Regions from separate parts of the Zea mays genome. Here region 2 is linked to region 1. A link is a contact called in public Hi-C data. All regions are on one chromosome and are shown on one strand. The core of a region is the stretch at or near the end of the contact, and the rest is flanking DNA. Distances in the headings are between cores, read along the strand shown.

The links. Hi-C and Micro-C count contacts between places; a contact is called where the count stands out from the background.
Region 2: a Hi-C map of leaf shows a contact between it and region 1, with 6 times the contacts expected there. The contact joins the promoter of LOC100284502 here to the promoter of LOC100384181 in region 1. A contact is called at or near these places in 2 of 25 Hi-C or Micro-C datasets (ear and leaf).

What each region holds. Positions count from the first base shown.
Region 1 is chr8:103,802,880-103,807,172 of Zm-B73-REFERENCE-NAM-5.0, forward strand. LOC100384181 reads left to right here and starts at 1,929. Exons shown (of 1, transcript NM_001176757.1): 1 at 1,929-2,810. The coding sequence starts at 1,960. The coding sequence ends at 2,709.
Region 2 is chr8:104,111,355-104,115,337 of Zm-B73-REFERENCE-NAM-5.0, forward strand. LOC100284502 (universal stress protein family protein) reads left to right here and starts at 2,524. Exons shown (of 3, transcript NM_001157397.2): 1 at 2,524-3,110; 2 at 3,962-3,983. The coding sequence starts at 2,673.

The DNA of each region.
Region 1 (4,293 bases), core at 679-3,178:
CTACTAGTTGCCATTCAAGTTGAGTACTAAAAAAAGAAAGGCTCCATCTATATCATAAACACCTAAAGTCTCCACAAGTACGTGGTATGGCAATGGGGACCCGATCCCCGATTCCCCGCGGGGAATTCCCCTATTAGGGGACGGGTATGGGGCTAATTTAGTCCCCGCGGGGATCTAAATGAGAGAAATTTAATCCCCGTCGGGTTCGTGAGGACGGGGACGGGGAACCATCCCCGTCCCCGTTCCCCGTGTACCCGCCCCACGAAACTTTTTTATTCAAGGTAGTCAATTTATTTGTTAGAATTATAGTAAAAACTCAATGTATGACATGTTATAAAATATCAAACTAAACTCTAAAGTAGATGTCTCTTGTAATTTTCAATCTTGTTTGTTAAATTTGTATTAATTTGATACAATTAATTTAAATTTATATTTAAATATTGTGCTTTTGGTGGGGACAGATTCCCCGCGGGTTTCCCCACGGGGATAAATTTCCCGACGGGGACGGGGATGGGAGAAAAAGCTCCCACGTGAGCGTTCGCGGGGACGGGGACGGGGAATTTTCCTCCCCGCGGAGACGGGGATGGGGGGCCATTCCCCGACGGGGAAATCCCCGTTGCCATCCCTAGGTCAAAGAGAACGAAAGTATCCCCGATCACCTAGTGGTACCAGGTATCTCGCGAAGAAGTGACGCTTCGTCTGGACCTGGAGTACATCTTCACTCGTGCCGCCAACGACAGAGACGGGCGAGGTTTATTGGAGTCGATTAATATTATTCAGTTTTATATTATTGACTGGCTGCTGCAGGCGTGCATGGCTGAGCGCTTTGTCCGTGCGACGCACTCGTGTGTCTCTGTTGCTGTTGGCACTTGGCTGTTGCGTGCCCCGTGTGGCCCGACTTGGCCACCACCAACGCCACGCCACGCCACGCCGATCAGATTAGATCGAATCGAATCGCGCGTCTCCGCTTTTTTTATTGTCAGTTTGTGACTAAAAGCGCTGGTCAACTAAAACGTGTTTGACCTGCGTGGCGTCCCAACAGTCATCAGAGGGCGATCTGCACAGCCTGGAGGCTGCGAATGCGAGCATCGCAGGTGACGCAGGATAAAGCTGTGCCACGTGGCATCCGTGGTGGTATCACTGCCAACCACCCGATCCAGCTGATTCTGCCGGAGCTGTACATGGTACTATTCGGTCTAGAGTTACTGACAGGACATTTCGCGATGACGCCGTGTCGATTGCACGGCTGGCTGGGCGCGTCATCACCTACTATCAAGTATCATAAATTTAACACCGTCACACACTAGTCACACCGCTCCCCGCCGGGCCCCCGCTGCATCGTCGATCTGCGACGACAGGACGCGACGTCGAGCCGTAAGCCCGTATACCTACTCCACCCGTCACGTCCCAAAATAAATACAGGATATCTTTTTTACTTTTAAATATTTTATGTCTTATTATGAATTATATAAATATTTATTTTATCATTTGAAATACTATAATAACAATAGATTTTTTTATTTGTATTAAAAACTTGACTAAGACAAAAAGTCAAACACTGATATCTAAAAGTAAAAAATAAAATGGGGAGAAGGACACGCCGATGAAGGGGGCAGTACAACTACGTACAAGCAAGTGGGAGCAGCTCAAGTGCAGGACACGCGGGCTCCACCGCCGCAACTGCAACGGCGGCAACAGCAGCAACCACCCAACCCAACCCAACCCAACCCGCGCCCGTCAAACTATCACGGAGGAAACACCGTTCCGGTCAACACGACAGAGAGATGATAGGAAAAAGAAAGAGAACAGGCAGAGCAGCACAGACACTGAAACAGGAAACAGCGGCCGAGCAGCGCATTAGCAACCACGCGGCATGTATATATAGGACCCCCGAGGGCGCGCGCCTCGGCAGCCGCTCGAGCCGATCAGCGAGCGGGCCTCTGGGAGAGGTAGGGAGCCATGGGGAGGTCGCCGTGCTGCGAGAAGGGGCACACCAACAAGGGCGCGTGGACCAAGGAGGAGGACGAGCGGCTGGTGGCGTACATCCGGTCGCACGGGGAAGGGTGCTGGCGGTCGCTGCCCAGCGCGGCGGGTCTGCTGCGCTGCGGCAAGAGCTGCAGGCTGCGGTGGATGAACTACCTCCGGCCGGACCTCAAGCGCGGGAACTTCACCGACGACGAGGACGAGCTCATCATCCGCCTGCACGCCCTCCTCGGCAACAAGTTCGTGAGCCGTCTGCCGTCTGTCGACGAGACAGCGTCCTTCTTCTCTGTGTCTACCTTTATTTTCTCGACGGCGCTGCCTGACGTCACGCGCCGCGCTCGCAGGTGGTCTCTGATCGCCGGGCAGCTGCCGGGCCGGACGGACAACGAGATCAAGAACTACTGGAACACGCACATCAAACGCAAGCTCCTGGCCCGCGGCATCGACCCGCACGCGCACCACCGCCCGCAGGCGCTGCACCACGTGGCAGCAGCAGCCCTCGTCCCGGCCCCCGCCGCGAAGCCGAAGCCGAAGCCGGCGGAGTCGTCCGACGACGGCGGGCGCAGCAGCTGCAGCTGCAGCGGCAGCGGCAGCAGCGCGGGGGAGCCGCGGTGCCCCGACCTCAACCTCGACCTGTCCGTTGGTCCGCCGGACGCGCCCACCTCGCCGCCGCCGCCGTGCCTGTGCCACCGCGCCTGGGAAGCGTGCGGCTGCCAGGCAGGCTGACGGCTGAGGCAGCAAGAGTTCAGATTTTTTTTTTGTTAGGCAGTTGAAACAAGGCTAGTGTGAACCGAGAGGAGATCAGTAGCTAGGACACTGTCTCAGAGAAAGAAAGAAAAAAAAAAACCAAAAGGATTCTTGAATATCTGGCTCAAACAATTTCCCCAGCACGTACAGCGTTCGCGTCTTCAGTTTTACAACACGAGAGGAGGAACTCCTTTGAGATTTGGCGGCAGAACTCTTGAATCTTGAGGCACGTTATAAATGCGCACAGGTACTAACACAGTATCACAAACGAAAAAAAAAGGCTAGCCAGATCGGCAGCCAGCCACCCACCTAACTGGCTTTATTCACAGGCGAACGGTCGTTTTGAAAGCGCGGCGACTGGACCGGGGGCCGCGTGTCGCGACGCGGTTCAGTTTTGGTAGGTAGCCGAATCTTTGTAGAAGTAAAGTAGTAGTACTAGTAGGACATGGTACCGGATGAGGAGGAGCTGACAACCCAAAAGCGGGCGGGCGGGCGGGCTGTGACTGACCGCCCTCAGCGCAGGCAGGCACAACAACCCGATGGGGGTGGTTGGTGTTGTTGTTGGTGGATGTGGTCTTTCGCTGCCGTTGGGGTTTATTCCTCTCGTTGCAGCTGCGTCTTCGTCATGGTCATCCTGGTCGTCGTCTTCGAACGCTCGGAATTCGGAGCTCTCTGTTCCTTTCGTTGCGTGCCGACTGCGGAGTACTACTCCGTACTAGTATGCAGCAGCTGTTTTTTCTTTCTTACTCGGGAATCGGGATTGAACGAATCAGCGTCCGTCTTGGTGATCAAACCCAACACGATTTCCGCGCGCTCTGTCTTCTTTTCTTTCTCCCACACCGGAACTCAGTTTTTTTTCCTGTCCCACCCAGTGACTGACGTGCAAGGAATCCACGTTGCTATCGTCGGTCTGTCGATGCCGCGCGCTTCCCTTTTTGACCTTCAAAAGGTACTAACTCGAGTGAAGTTCCTGTGGGATCCCTTTCAGCGCACGGTTTTTCCGCAGTGTGCTGCGGGGCTACGTCGGCGTCGCGTCCGTTTCTTTGCGTTTTTTCTTTTCTCTCTCTCTCTCTCTCTTTGATTTTTTGCAGATTGGTGACGGGTGCTTATTTCAACCCGGGAAGAATGACAGATCCTCGCAGCCAGCCCACTGTATGCGTCTTCGTACATCGGAGCTCGCGTCACGATGCACACATCTCTTTCCAATCATGAACCAGTCACCCTCTAAATTATATAATCAAACTTAAATAAGTTCAGACGTAAACAAACAATATATATTATTAAATAAATCATATAATCTATATATCTAGATTATGATAACCCATAAATAGGTTAATATATATGCTTATATAATCAATAAGCTGAATTATATAATCCTAGAATGGAAACAAAACAGGATCTGAGTCTATAAACATGTTCTGATGCACAGTCTAGAGATGTTTCAGACAGTATGTCAAAACACAGCTAACCCTAAAAATATGATTTTAGACATATATAGTTTTTACATTATTATAATAATGTATACAATAAGGGACTGTTTGTTTCAACTTATAAATTATATAA
Region 2 (3,983 bases), core at 1,274-3,773, 310 kb after region 1:
GGGTGACGCCCAACAAGTCCTTTGCGAGCGTGCTGGCGTCGTCCGTCCGCTTGGAGTTGGCGTGTTGCGGGGAAACGGCGCTCGTCTTCGTCTCAGATGCGAGGGCGACGCTCGATGTGTCCCCCGTTGGGGCGTCGGCGTCGTCGACTCGCTCGATAGCCGACGAGGTGCCGCCTCCTGCTTGGCCTTGGTTGCCCCGCCTCCTCCTCCGTCGGCGGGGGAGGCGGCGGGACAAACTCGAATGTTGTTCTTCCGCCACGTGGGGAAGACGTCGTCGATTTCGCCGCCGGCGGGCGGGTTGTCGGCCGCCATTGTTGCTGTCGCGCGGCGGGGGAAGGAGTATCATGTCGTAGCCGCCATCGAGGGACATGAACTCAAGACTCCCGAAACGGTGCACCGTCCCGGGCTGGAAAGGTTGCTGGAGACTACCCATCTGGAGCTTGACGGGACAGCTGTCGGGGCTGTCGAGTCCTTGCTGACGTCTCCTTGCTTCCGTAAGGGGCTGAGAGCCGCCGTCGTCATGGAGCACACGGGGCGCCATCATTATTTGTTTACCGGGGCGAGCCAGATGGGACGCCGGTCTTGTTCCCCATAGCCTGAGCTAGCTAGGGGTAGGATAATGATGGCCCCCCTGTGACGTGGTCGGTCCGAGCCCTGGGTCGGGCGAGGCGGTGGCTCCTCCGAGGTCGAGGTCGAGTCTGTCTTCCGAGGTCGAGGTCGAGTCCGAGCCCTGGGGTCGGGCGAGGCGGAGTTCGTCATCTTCCGGAGTCGAGGCCGAGTCCAAGCCCTGGGTCGGGCGAGGCGGAGTCCGTCGTCTTCCGGGGCCGAGGCCGAGTCCGAGCCCTGGGTCGGGCGAGGCGGAGTTCGTCGTCTTCCGGAGCCGAGGCTGAGTCCGAGCCCTGGGGTCGGGCGAGGCGGAGCTTCCTATGGCGCCCGAAGCCAGACTTGGCTGCTGTCAGCCTCACTCTGTCGAGCGGCACAGCAGTCGGAGCGATGCAGGCAGCGCTGTCCTCTTGTCAGGCTGGTCAGTGGAGCGGCAAAGTGACTGCGGTCACTCCGGCTCTGTCGACTGAGGGGCGCGCGTCAGGATAAGGTGTCAGGCCATCCTCGCATTAAATGCTTCTGTGATACGGTCGGTCGGCGTGGCGATCTGGCCAAGGTTGCTTCTTGGCGAAGACTGGGTCTCGGGCGAGCCGAAGGTGTGTCCGTTGCTTGAGGGGGCCCTCGGGCGAGGCGTGAATCCTCCGGGGTCGGCTGCCCTTGCCCGAGGCTGGGCTCGGGCGAGGCGAGATTGTGTCCCTTGAGTGGACCGAGCCTTGACTTAATCGCACCCATCAGGCCTTTGCAGCTTTGTGCTGATGGGGGTTACCAGCTGAGATTAGGAGTCTTGAGGGTACCCCTAATTATGGTCCCCAACACTGTGTTAAATTGATCTATGCGAACATAATAACTGATGAACATGTGTGTGGATTGTGAATTAATGAGTGATGAATTGTGTTAATTTGGTGTTATATGGATGTGGTTGGTGAAACTATGAGTATAATTGTTATTTTATATTGTTAAATTAGTTTAAAATTAACTAGAAATTGATTAGTATATATCTTTATATTGGACGAGTTTCCACTATCGTGTGTATGTCCGAAACGTGTTGATCTATTTCCTGTCTCGCATAACAACCCGACGAGATAAAATAAATCTTATCTCTTGCATGCGTAACCAAGCAACAACCATGAGTGTTTCCTTCTCCTTCATCCTGTTGACGTCGTATATTAATTTCTAACTTTTCATCTCTTTCCCGTTTTCGCCTCCTTTACCTAGGTTTTATGTATCATTTGCCATCATATATTAATCTACAACTTTTCATCTCTTTACTCTGCCTCCCTCATCCGGATCCTTCTCATTTCCGCCTCTCTTACTCGGATTCATCTACATCCCTATAAAGGACCTAGAGGACCTAGAGCAACACATCCTGCTGACCTGGAACTAACATTTAGAGATGGCCAAATGGGCCGTCCGGCCCGGCCCTCCAGGCACGGTTAGGAAACCGGGCCGGGCCTTCTAAGCCCGTGGGCTTGATTCTATGTCCGAGCCCGGCCAGCAGCGGGTCTAAACGGGACGGGTCGGGCCGTTTAGCACGAAAAAGCGGGCTAAGCGGGCCAAAAAGCACGTTTTAGTGCAAAAAAGCGGGCTTAACGTGCTTAGAGGTAAACAGGCCGTGCCGGGCTAGCCTACCGTGCCTAGTTTCCTGTCTGAGCCCGACCCGCTTATTTGTGCCGGCCAGCCCGCATAGAACCGGGCCGTGTCGAGCTCGGACCGGGCTCGCGGGCCTCGTGCTTATTGACCATCTGTACTAACATTCACGCCACTTTTTTTTTGGAACAAACTGGAGTTGCTAACGGACAAAAATGACAGGGTTTTGAGAGCTATTTTCTGTGCCGATCAAAATTATACTTTAACGAAACACCTGATTTTTATTTGAGGGGGGCGTATATTCTGACCTGTGCAGTGCAAGTCTGGCCGCCTCCAAATATAAAACAAGAAAGAATGGTTGCATCACGCGCACACGCGCACCAAAGCCAAGCCCAGCTCTCGACAGTCGACACCACCACAGAGCGCGCACGCACCAAGCCGCGCGCACACACGCACCTCGCGGCGGTAGCGGGAGTGGATCGATGGGGAGCAGCGGGGGCAGCTGCGAGCACTTCCTGGGGCAGCTGAGCTCGAGCGACGGCGGCAGCGCGCCGCACCAGCTGCTGCAGCGGGAGTGGGACTGCGGCACCGGCACCGGCAGCAGGCGTGGGTCGCGGCGCTGGTCCAGGAAGAAGGGCAGGGCGCGGGGACACCGCCGCGGCGGCGGGTTCTGCAGGACTGAGGAGGCCGCGGCGGCGTCGCGGAAGCGGGTGGTGGTGGTGGTGGACCAGAGCTCCGGCGCCAAGCACGCCATGATGTGGGCGCTCACCCACGTCGCCAACAGGGGCGACTTCCTCACCCTGCTCCACGTCCTGCCGCCGCACAGCGGGAGCGGCGGCGGCGGCCGCGGTGCTGGGGAGGAGGACGCCTCCGCGCTCGCCAACTCCCTCGGCGCGCTTTGCAAGGCCTGCAAGCCTGAGGTGCGTGTGCGTGTACTCGCTCCTTCACTCATGCGCAGCTTGTTTCTTCTCCAACGTGTTCCAGAACACCACAGCACGCCTCTATCCACAGTAACGCATTTTTTTTTTGTTTCCGAACCTGAACTGAAGAGACAGATGTTCGACATACAAACGGAGATATTGCTTTGCGGTTCGTTTTAAGACCTTTTTTTAAGCATGCCGTGAGGTGTTGGATACAGACAATGTGCATATATTACGGCCTTTAATCTGCGCTAACAGTAACGAGGCACGGTTTGGTTTGCGGGACATTTTGTCCCGTTTCCAGTGCTTCCTTTGTAAAAAAAAATAAAAAATTAAACTGATTCCTATAAAATCTCTATACAAATTCTATAAAATCCCTGCGTTCAAAGGGACATGACAGATTGAACTTTCAAGCTAAGCTCACAAGTCCAGGGTGGCTGAATCCTGACGGAGATTAAAAAAAAACGCTACCTTTACCGAGTTCGTTAGTCCAAACCCAAAAAAAGCGTTGCTTCTTTACGCAGTGCATGTGGTGAAACTGAAACATGTACTCACATACGGTTGGCCATGTGGCCTTTTTTTTTCCTTGCATCAAGTTGTTCGGGTTCTTTCTTGGGCCACCGGCTGCTGCCTGGAGGCAAGAGTTATGCAAGTAGGTGGGTAGATCAGATCAGAACATTCATGAAAGGAGATGGCATCCACCCTTTTATTGATGGATCATGGCAGGCCTAAAGCTGAAAAGGGCCTCAGCTTCCTAAACAGAAGAAAGATGCTCCGAATTACTATCGTCATTAGCTCTGGTGCGGTAGTATGATACAGAACTAAACTGTCTTGTGATGGATGTTACACAGGTGGAGGTGGAGGCGCTCGTGA